Linked DNA regions of Mus musculus: region 2 is linked to region 1. A link is a contact called in public Hi-C data. All regions are on one chromosome and are shown on one strand. The core of a region is the stretch at or near the end of the contact, and the rest is flanking DNA. Distances in the headings are between cores, read along the strand shown.

Region 1 (4,976 bases), core at 785-3,284:
TCTCGAGAAAAAAAAAAAGAGACTTGCCATTGACTCTTCATGGTTATAAACCCATCTAATCCCAGACTTTATACTGTGGAAAGTTTTCTGCTTTTTTGGCTGGCTGGTTCTTAATATTTCAAAAATCTTTGTTTGCTAATATGATTTCTGATTGTCTATTTCTCCTGGAACTGGCTTGAGTAGCTTTTAGCGTTGTAGAAACATATCCCTTTTGTCTGCTGTACTAAGTATGTGAGTGTATAATTGTTCTTGGTAGTCTTTGTAATTACCCTTTCTTAGTAAGCCAGTAGCTATATCCCCTTCCCTTTAGATTCTGCTGCTCTGACTTTACCCTATGAAGCTCACATCTGTGGTTGTCTTGTGTTTTTCAAAAACCAGCTTCATTGTTCCTGATTTTTCTCTCTCCTTTTTATATTTCCTTTGTATTATTTTTGCCCTAACCTGTATTAGTTCCTTCTTTCTTGTCTAATTTCCTTTCCTTCTAATTAATTTGAAATCTTTATTCTCTTCTAAAATAGGCATTTATAGACCTAACCCTGCAACGCAGTATAAATTTCAGTGTTTTGTTAATTCAGGCAGTCATGTCAAAATATTCTATGCGTTAATAGGTTTAAATATAGCCAATTATTTCTCATAATTTGAAAAGGTGGAAGTTACAATCCATCATCCACTCAGAAAAAACTCCAGTGCTATTCAGATGTGATTTGCTTATGATCCCTAACAAAATATTTGAACCAAATTAAACTGTTAAGGGTGGGGACACAGGAGCAGTTTGTCTGTTTGTTTATCTTTCTGTTTGTGGTCTATGAACGACACCCCCCCACACAGAATATAAGAAGTAAACACTCCACTGATAAAGAGACCCAATCATAGCTCAAGTTATTGACTTGTCTCTTCCAGCATAGATCCATTGTCTATGTCTTCTAACCTTCCAGGATTGCTGTAAAATTGTTCTAAAGAAGAGTCTTTGGAAAAAATTCTGAATATATTATTTTGTTTTCTGTTGTGATAAAATAGCCCAACCAAAATCAACGTAAGGAGGAGTTTATGTTGGCTGACAGTTCCAGAAGGCTCTTGGGGAAGAAGTTCCAGAGGGTGGGGAAGACATGGCATGCTAGTCAGAGCAGGAACCTGGCAGACCATATTTGTTCCAGATAGAGAAAGAAAGAGAACAGGAAGTAGAATAAGTTAATAATCTAATAATCTTAATAAAGCTCTCCCCCTCCCCCTTCCAACTTCCAATGTCGTTTTTTCTCCAGCAAGGCTTCACCCCATAAAAGTTCTATAGTTTGCCCAAGCAGCATCACTAACTGAAGACCGAGTATTCAAAGACATCTCTCATTCAAACTATGACGCTTTGGATAAGAGAGAGTAGCGTCTATTCACTACATTGCAAGGTTTAAAGTTAATTCTAAAAATAACAGAGCTGGCTGGTGAGATGGCTCAGTGGGTAAGAGCACCTGACTGCTCTTCTGAAGGTCAGGAGTTCAAATCCCAGCAACCACATGGTGGCTCACAACCATACGTAACGAGATCTGACTCCCTCTTCTGGAGTGTCTGAGGACAGCTACAGTGTACTTACATATAATAAATAAATAAATAAATAAATAAATAAATAAATAAATAAATCTTAAAAAAAAATAACAGAGCAATATATATTAAAGGGTTCACAGACTAATAGTAGAAATATTTACATTCCAATATTCCCTGGGTTTTTTGAGAGTTAATGACAAAGGCCTAAATATCACAGATCTGAAATTTATATGCAGGTCCTCTGAAGAGATAAGCATACATACGCAAACACCTTCTCGGCCTTTGTTTTGTGAGAAGATTCTTCCTTCCTAGACAGATGGCATCTACTGAAGTCAGGGTTCACTCTGGGGCAGAGCCATTCAGATGGTGTCAACATATATAACTGTTGACTTGTTGTGGAAAGCCAAACCATTACAAAGCCACCCCAAAGATTTGATTACAGGGAATTCTGTTTTACACCAAATTTCCTGCGTAATTCTTGTACCGTGTCTCTTCTTGTCACTGCTGATATTTGCATGTAAACAGGATCTTAGCTGCTTAGAAACTCATTACTTCTGCTTTTCAATGCTGAAAGAGACTTATTTTTTTTTAACAGGAAGAAAGCTATCAGATCTTTCTCCTGTCTACAAGTTGATCTCATTTAAAATAAGAACATGAAATTTGTTTTCGGAACAAAGGGTTCAACTGTTCTATTGAATTTCTTCTGTAATCCAGTTCTCACCAAGAAAGGGTTAAAAAGGAATATTGCTTTTGATTGCGGTTTTGTGATTGTTCAAAACATACTTCAGTTGGTGAAGGCTCCTAAAAACAGATTTATTGATGTATTTTTCAGTTTTTATTATTATTGTGAGGGGGCACACATGCCTTGACACATATGTGGAGGTCATGGGGTAATTTTGTTAAGTTGGTCCTTTCCTTTCACCTTTCCATAGGTTCTAGGGATTGAACTCAGGTCACCCTGATGGAACAGCAAGCTCTTGCTCAGCCTTTTTGCTGCTCAGTTTTTGATGATTGAGAAGAAGAATAATTGAGAATGATAAAATAAAATAGATTCCATGGACAAGGCTGGCTGAATATATCACTGAATCTATGATATGAATGCCCACTGATATTACTGTAGATCTGTAACAATGACATGGTTCTATATGTGCTATAGTTTTTTTTAAAATGTCCAAAATGCCTTTAAAATAGAAACACCAGAATGTAGCTATACAGTGCAACCTCCTCCCTCCCCCTCTCCCTCTGCCTCCCCCTCTCCCTCTCCATCTCCCTCTCTGAGTGATAGGAGGGTCCGTGGGGAGGGCTATAGGCTTGCCTTGTATTTTCTTGCCCTGTAGTTGGTTTCTCCTTTCTATAATGAGTTCCTAGATCTTTTATACCAAAACCGTAGACACTCAGTCCAATCAAGCATGGGCTTCTGGTTCTTTTCTGGCACAGCTGTGTGATAGCAATGAGAGTGTCAAACTGTAACATCAGGATGTTCTTGACGCCCTACAAAGTAAGGATCTCCAGAAGATTCCCACGTCCTTCAACAATTCTCACAGACACAGAATTATTTTTATCTGAAAGTTCTTTCAGAAATGAAAAGCCAGAGCTAAAATGGTAACCTTTTCCTTTATGGGGCATATACCCAAAAGTCAACCAGTGCAAGTCGGCAATGCAAAAGGGGAAAACAAACGCTCCTTAACTAGGCACAGCTTTGCATGCCTCCAGAGGACAAAGAACTACAAGTTTGCAGGCAGCCTGGGCTACACAGGAGATGCCATCACAAGAAAACAAAACCAAAAGAACAGGAACATTAAAATGACTGTATATGGCTGTCATTTTCCTTTGTGGTTTGAAAGAAATATTTTCAGATATCTTAGATGATCTGTGAAAATTAACTCTTTATCCATTCAAAGAAGAGTCACCCTCAGAAAAAGGAAAAGAACCAAATGACCGTATTTGCTACAATCTACACGTCACATCCATATACACATTTGAAGTCCACTCCCCAGTGTGTTAATATTAGGACATGAAACACTGGGAGAGATTAAGTCAGGAAGGCTCCACCATCATCACTGGGATTGATAGACTTATGAAGCAGACCTAAAGAAGTGTGTTCATCCCCCTGCTGGATAACGTAGATAGCACTACCTATGAGAACCAACCCTCAGAGGACCTTGAATCTTCCAGCACCTTCATCTTGAACTTCCTAACCTTCTGCAACTATGAGCAATGAACTTCTGGTGTTTATCAAAAACAAACAAACAAACAAACAAAAAACCCTATTACAACAGACTAAATAGACTTAAATGTAAGCAAACACGTTCTAATGAACACCTCAGAATTCACTCAGTCTAAATCTGTATTTACCAAGGTAGCTTTGCAAATTGTCTTCAAAGGTCTCATACCCTACTCGGGCCCCTTCCAAGTTCTATGAAGAGACCACTTCTATTGACAACAAGAAAGCTTTCTGGTTGCCTTTGTGTTTTGACACAATAAGGAAATGAAAATGATGTCATTGTTCACAATGAACAGTGGTTTTGAGCACGGAAGGTTTACATCACAGAGCATTCCCCAGAAGGACAGAAAATTCTGGTGACCTTGGATTAAAAAAAGAAACCCTCTGGGCTGAGAATAAAGAGGAAGGATTACATTCTTACCACCTCACCGTCTAAGTGATGGTGAACTAGCAGGTGCTGTTGGGTGTCCCTCACTGTTGTAAGGGAGCACGGGTTCTGCAGATTTCACAGATGCCAAGTAGGCAACCTATACTCAGGTAGCATTAGCACATGACACCCAAAATACAATAGGCCACCCTGGTATTTGTGAAAACAGCACTAGATTGCTCTCAGCTTCCCCTCGCCCTTCCAACTGAAGCAGAGTGTGACCCCCTTATTCATTGGTTCCCTCCCAGTACCAAGATAAAATGAACACCCTTATCTCTGAAGACACAAGGACACAGGAAGAATCAGAACAAACAGGACTTGCTAGGGTCCCAGTTTCATTACTGCTAGCTCTTGCCCGTTTGTACTTGGTTGTATTGCATCTGGTCCCTGCATTCTTCATCACGCAACACACAACATATAGAATTCCCTACTGCTTCATCTTTTCACCTCTGAAGCCTCCAGTGTCACAGAAAACAAATGATTTTGTGTCTTTTCTTCTTGTTGATCTGTCTTGTAATAGCAGCCTAAAAACAAGAACAATACTGTTTAATAATTACAACTTCTAAAAATCATACCTCCCATACCCACATCCACACACCCATGAGTCCAAACCCACCCCCTCACCCTTCCCACCTCTAAGCTCTCTTCTTCACATATATTCAGTCATTATCTTCCAAGCTAATTCTACTAAACTGGGTCATAATTCAGAGCATAGTGATTTCTCTCTAAAGTTCATTTTCTTACTATATCAATGATCTCTCTGTATCTCAAGCCAAAAGAATGAATACAAAT
Region 2 (4,976 bases), core at 981-3,480, 120 kb before region 1:
CCCATACCTCAAACATCATATGCTAAGCCTCACTTTCTAACACTACAATGATAAATAATTAAGATTCTTATGCATGGATACAGGGGACAGAAGAAATCAAACCACACAATTAATGAACCTGAAGAGACCTTAGACATCATGTATTCTTTTATACTCACTGTGCATGCTAGAAGTCCAGGACCTGGGAGTTTAACTCTCCAAAACTTCCCAATAGAGGTTTGTCGACCTAACAGGGTCTACAAAACAGATATACCTAGTTCTACTCCAATTATTTATTTGTTCAGTTATCAAATATTTAGGGAATCTTCATGATATATTACACACTAAGTATGATTGCCTAATTTTGCTTTTATCAAACAAAATTAAGTCAGTAAGGTTCCTGTCTTCAAGTCAGTTAAGATCAATGTGAGACTTATATAAGTAAAAAAAATTAATACAAATTATGGTAGATAATATAATAAAATGGCCAATAAAATGATATAAAAGTGGAGGGGAGGTTGTGACTTCCTCCATGTTGAATCACAGCATTGAATGAAGACTGAAAATTTCTATATCGAACCTTGAGTGGTAAAGAGAAGTCCCATAGGCAAAAACTGAAGGAGGTGTAATTCAGAAAGAAATAATGCTGGAGAAATTCAAACAAATTGCAGTGCAACTGGTGGGAGAGGGTGGTGAGGAGACTGTTTGGAACAGGGGCAGCTGGCCTGCAGCCATAGTTGATCCAGAAGAAGAGTTCAGAACCTTCGTGGGTGTCTAGAAATGGGTGTGGGTCTTTGCAAACCAGGAAAGCAACATGCTCAAAATTCTCTTAAGCTGCATAACCATAGTGTGGGGACAGAGCAGAAGAATGGGAAGCCACGGATGGGGTAGTGGCTACATACTCACAGCATCTTGGACTAGGCTGTTGACAGGGGTGGGGATAGGGCATGCTTCTGCCATGTGCCCCTTCGTAGGTTTGTGCAAAGTCTTGAGAACTTACTAAGAACAGAACAGAACTTACTAAGAACTTACATCAAGAGAAGTGTATCATGATTTTGAATTTTTTCATCTTTTTTCCCACAGCATACTATCTTAAGATAAAGAAGGTAAGGTGATTCGAGGTGGGAGGGTTACTATTGAAGAAAGTGAATAGCTTTTAGGGATAAATAAAACTGGACCCAGAGAAATCATTCTATTGTCATTCCTAAAATGTAGCCCAAAAACCGTATCAGAGCCTTGCTCCACCATTCGCCTCACAGGTTGTCTCTAACAGTGTTTCTATCTAAACTGAGCTGCTAGCAGACCAATATTTTTGGTTAAAGGCAAAATGGACAACATACCAGTAGCTTTTACTCACTACAGCCATAAACATCACTAGCGAGAGCAGTGCACCAGTGAATGGACGGGCAGCAGGACAGTGTAGATGCAGTCACATCACCAGCCTGAACTGGAATTCAGAAGCCCTGGCACATAGCAAGCCTGACTGGAGACCACTTAGAAGATCTTCCCTTTAAGCAGAATTTCCAACCACAAAGCCCTATCTCCTTATTCCCAGCCATTATAACGTTCCCTCCAACAGTTCCACCTAGATAGGTTTTTCTTTTTTATATTTCAGCCATCTGCTTTTAGTTAATGCCAGAAATATATTTCAAATCATCAATGAAACAAACAATCAAAGTTGACCCCATTTATTAAAGAGGCCCTCCAGCCTGCTCCACACTGGGAGAAATTTGTCAGTGAAGCTGTCTTGCAAAAGAGCCCGAAGCTCTTCTGTGGCGTTCCTGTTTGTGCTCCTCTGAAAAGACACTGTTGTCACCTGGAATATATGGCCATAAGTGAGCTCCTGTCTGCAAGGCTAAAGGAAGATATTAACTGAGCATTGTGCATAAGGAAGGGGGAAGGAAGGCGTTGATAGATCACAGCAGAAGCAAACCAGGGAAAGGTGGACCAGGACAAGCAGGCCCTCTCCTTTAGTAAGGACTGCGTCTGGCCTGTGTCCGTGGTTAGATCGTATATCTGACAATATCCTCCCCTTTAATGCTCTGCAGATTCAAGGTATATTATCATACCCTAAGCCTTAACTCTCTAGGGAAATTATGTCAAACCATAACCAAGGAAGTGCAATTGTGAAAATTCACCCCAGGAACCAGCTGTCTGGAACTCCCTTTTAGGAAACAACGGAGAGTGGAGAGTGTGTTCCAAAAGGTGGCACTCTGAGACTGAGAATGGTGACTAAAGCCTCATCCTAGTCTCAAATTTCTGGAAGAATTGTGCTTAGCGTGAAATTCTAGTAGGCAGAGTGAAGGGGGATAGACGGAGAAGGGGAGAGTAGAAATGAGCTTAATTTTAGAGCTCTTCTCAGTACTCAAAGTGGATCTACCGTTATAGCAAACTCTTCCCAGTTCATTATGCAAAGACAGCACATTCCTGGTATGAGGAGGAAGGGAAAAACCCTTTTATGAAGCCTCTCTGCCACCTCCATTCAGTAGTGCCATCTGCTGACCTGTGCAGCAGTGTCACCTGAGAACAGAACGAAAACAAAACAAACAAACAAACAAAATCAGATAAGCTTCTGGCAAAACCTAAGGAGTGAGCAAAACCCTGAGAAAGCAACTTCACAAGCAGCTACAAGCGTTAACCTGTGCTGATGTGACCGGAAGCTGAGTCATGCCCACAGCTTTAACTGCAGCTTTGAGACTACACCTTCAGAAAGCCAGAGCCCTTTGCTCAGAGTTATTGAACATCTAAATGGGCATTCTTTAACCACAGCTAAGCTTCCAGACACATTTTGAGGAAAGCTGTAGGAAAACTGAAAAGCCTCATTGTGTCCTTGTGGTTGAATTGCTTTCAAGAACGATTCAAAGTCCCTGCTGCCATCGATGGCAAAGCCAAGCACATTCTCCAGCGTGCATTGTTTCCTGAAGATCAGATATGGATTTAATGTGGTGCCAAATGCAAAAGGGAGACAGGCCGATCCCCAACTTCGTTCTTGAACCAGCTCTGAAGGTCAGAGCTAAGTACCCAGGGACAAGACTTCTCCATTATCATCACAGTGAGAGCTCAGCGAAGTGAAGAAAACCAACCTCTTTCATGGGCACAATGTCTCAGCCGCCAATAATCCCAAATTGATTATTCTGGCTGAAAGTCACATCTGTGTATAATCTCAGATCATGAAGGGTCCTGAAAAGTAGCTAATATCTAGTTCATCTGGAAACTTTTCCTTCTGTAATAGCAATGTGTGCTTCATTTTCTTTTAAAATCTTTGTAGCTGCTTTTTACAAATAAAATTAAGAGGGTTAGAAAAAAAATTTTTAGTAATTGTTCAAAAGTAATCAAAGTCAAAGTCATGTATTTGATTCTAAATCTAATTACAGAATTCAATTCTAGAATTTGGGCTGAACCATAAAGTTTAAAATATATATTTTAATTGATACTCATACATACAGACAACTCGTTTTGATAGAATCCAACCACTCCCTTCTAATACCTTACCTACCCTCCTATGTCCTCCATCAATTTTTTTTACAATTTCATCATTTTTATTGGTTGTTTATTTATTTATATTTCAAATGTTGTCCCCCTTCTCGGTCTCCCCTCCTCAACGTCCCAATTTCATCCCCCCTCCTCTTTGCCTCTAAGAGGGTGCTCCTCCACCCACCACCCTCCATTTCAACCTCACCGCTCTAGCATCCTCCTATGCTGGGGCATCAGACCTCCATGGGACCAAGGGTCTTGCCTCTCAGTGATTCCAAATAAGGCAATCCTCTCCTACATATGTAACTGGAACCATGGACCTGTCCATGTAAACTTTTCGGTTGGTGGTTTAGTCCCTGGGAGCTCTGGGGGTTCTGGTTAGTTGATATCATTTTTCTACCTGTGGGGTTGCAATCTCTTTCAGCTCTTTCAGTCCTTCCCCTAACTCTTCCGTTGGAGTTTCTGAGCTCAGTTCAACGGTTGGCTGTATCTGTATCTGTATTAGTCAGGTGCTGGCAGAACTTCTCAGGAGACATCTATACCAGGCTCCTGTCAGCAAGCACTTCTTGGCATCAGCAATAGCATCTGGGTTTGTTGTCTGCAGATGGGATGGATCCCTAAGTAGGGCAGTCTCTGCTCCATCATTTATCTCTTCATTTCCTTTATACAGGAACAATTCTGGGTTAAAAATTTTGAGATGGGTAGTTGACCCTATCCCTCAACTGGGGGGTGGTCTCTACAGGTTCTACCTCCCCTTTGTAGGGTATTTCAGCTAGTGTCATCCCCACTGGATTCTGAGAAGCTCTCACTTCTCCAGTATCTGGTACTTTCTAGAAGCTCTCCCCAGTTCCCCACCCCTCATGGCTACATTTTTCTATTCATTTTCCTGACCCTCTGAACTTCTCTCTTGTCTCTTCCCACCCCTGATCCTGTTCCCCCCATTTTCCCTCCCTCTCCTCTCTCACTCCATGGTCTCTCCCTCTCCCTACTTTCTGTGATTATTTTTAAATAGTATTGAAGCATCCACACCTTCATCTTCCTTCTTTTTAAGCTTCACATGGTCTGTGAGTTGCATCGTGGGTATTCTGAGCTTTGGGGCTAATATCCACTTATCAGTGAGTACATACAATGTGTGTCCTTTTGTGTCTGGGTTACCTCACTCAGCATGATATTTTCATGAAGTCATTTTTTTTCTAATATCTGAGTAGTACTCCACTGTGTAAATGTACCACATTTTTTTGTATCAATTCTTTCCTTGAGGGACATCTGGGTTGTTTGCAGCGTCTGGTTATTATAAATAAGGCTGCCATAAACATAGCAGAGCATGTGTCCTTGTTATATGTTGGAGCATCTTTTGGGTATATGCTGGGTCTTCAGGTAGAACTATTTTGAATTTTCTGAGGAACTGACAGATTGTTTTCCAGAGTGGTTGTACCAGCTGGCAGTCCCACCAGCAATGGAGGAGTGTTCCTCTTTCTCTACATCCTAGAAAGCATCTACTGGTTTGTTTGAGTTAATTTTCT

What was found. Hi-C and Micro-C count contacts between places; a contact is called where the count stands out from the background.
Region 2: a contact with region 1 is called in a Hi-C map of CD4 T cells, with 2.3 times the contacts expected there. The contact joins two enhancer-like sites. A contact is called at or near these places in 1 of 15 datasets of contacts at CTCF or cohesin (pro-B cells) and 8 of 484 Hi-C or Micro-C datasets (B cells, the C10 cell line, CD4 T cells and 3 more).

Annotation. Positions count from the first base shown.
Region 1 is chr9:32,959,964-32,964,939 of GRCm38.p6, reverse strand. No RefSeq gene overlaps it. Among named protein-coding and RNA genes, the nearest start is that of Gm27162, 33 kb to the right of the region's middle. Within about 2 kb of position 2,034, at least 16 of the 459 cell types and tissues checked have an H3K27ac peak or open chromatin away from gene starts, as enhancers often do.
Region 2 is chr9:33,078,110-33,083,085 of GRCm38.p6, reverse strand. All of the region lies in intron 1 of Gm27166 (a long non-coding RNA gene), which reads right to left. Among named protein-coding and RNA genes, the nearest start is that of Gm27166, 49 kb to the right of the region's middle. Within about 2 kb of position 2,230, at least 29 of the 459 cell types and tissues checked have an H3K27ac peak or open chromatin away from gene starts, as enhancers often do.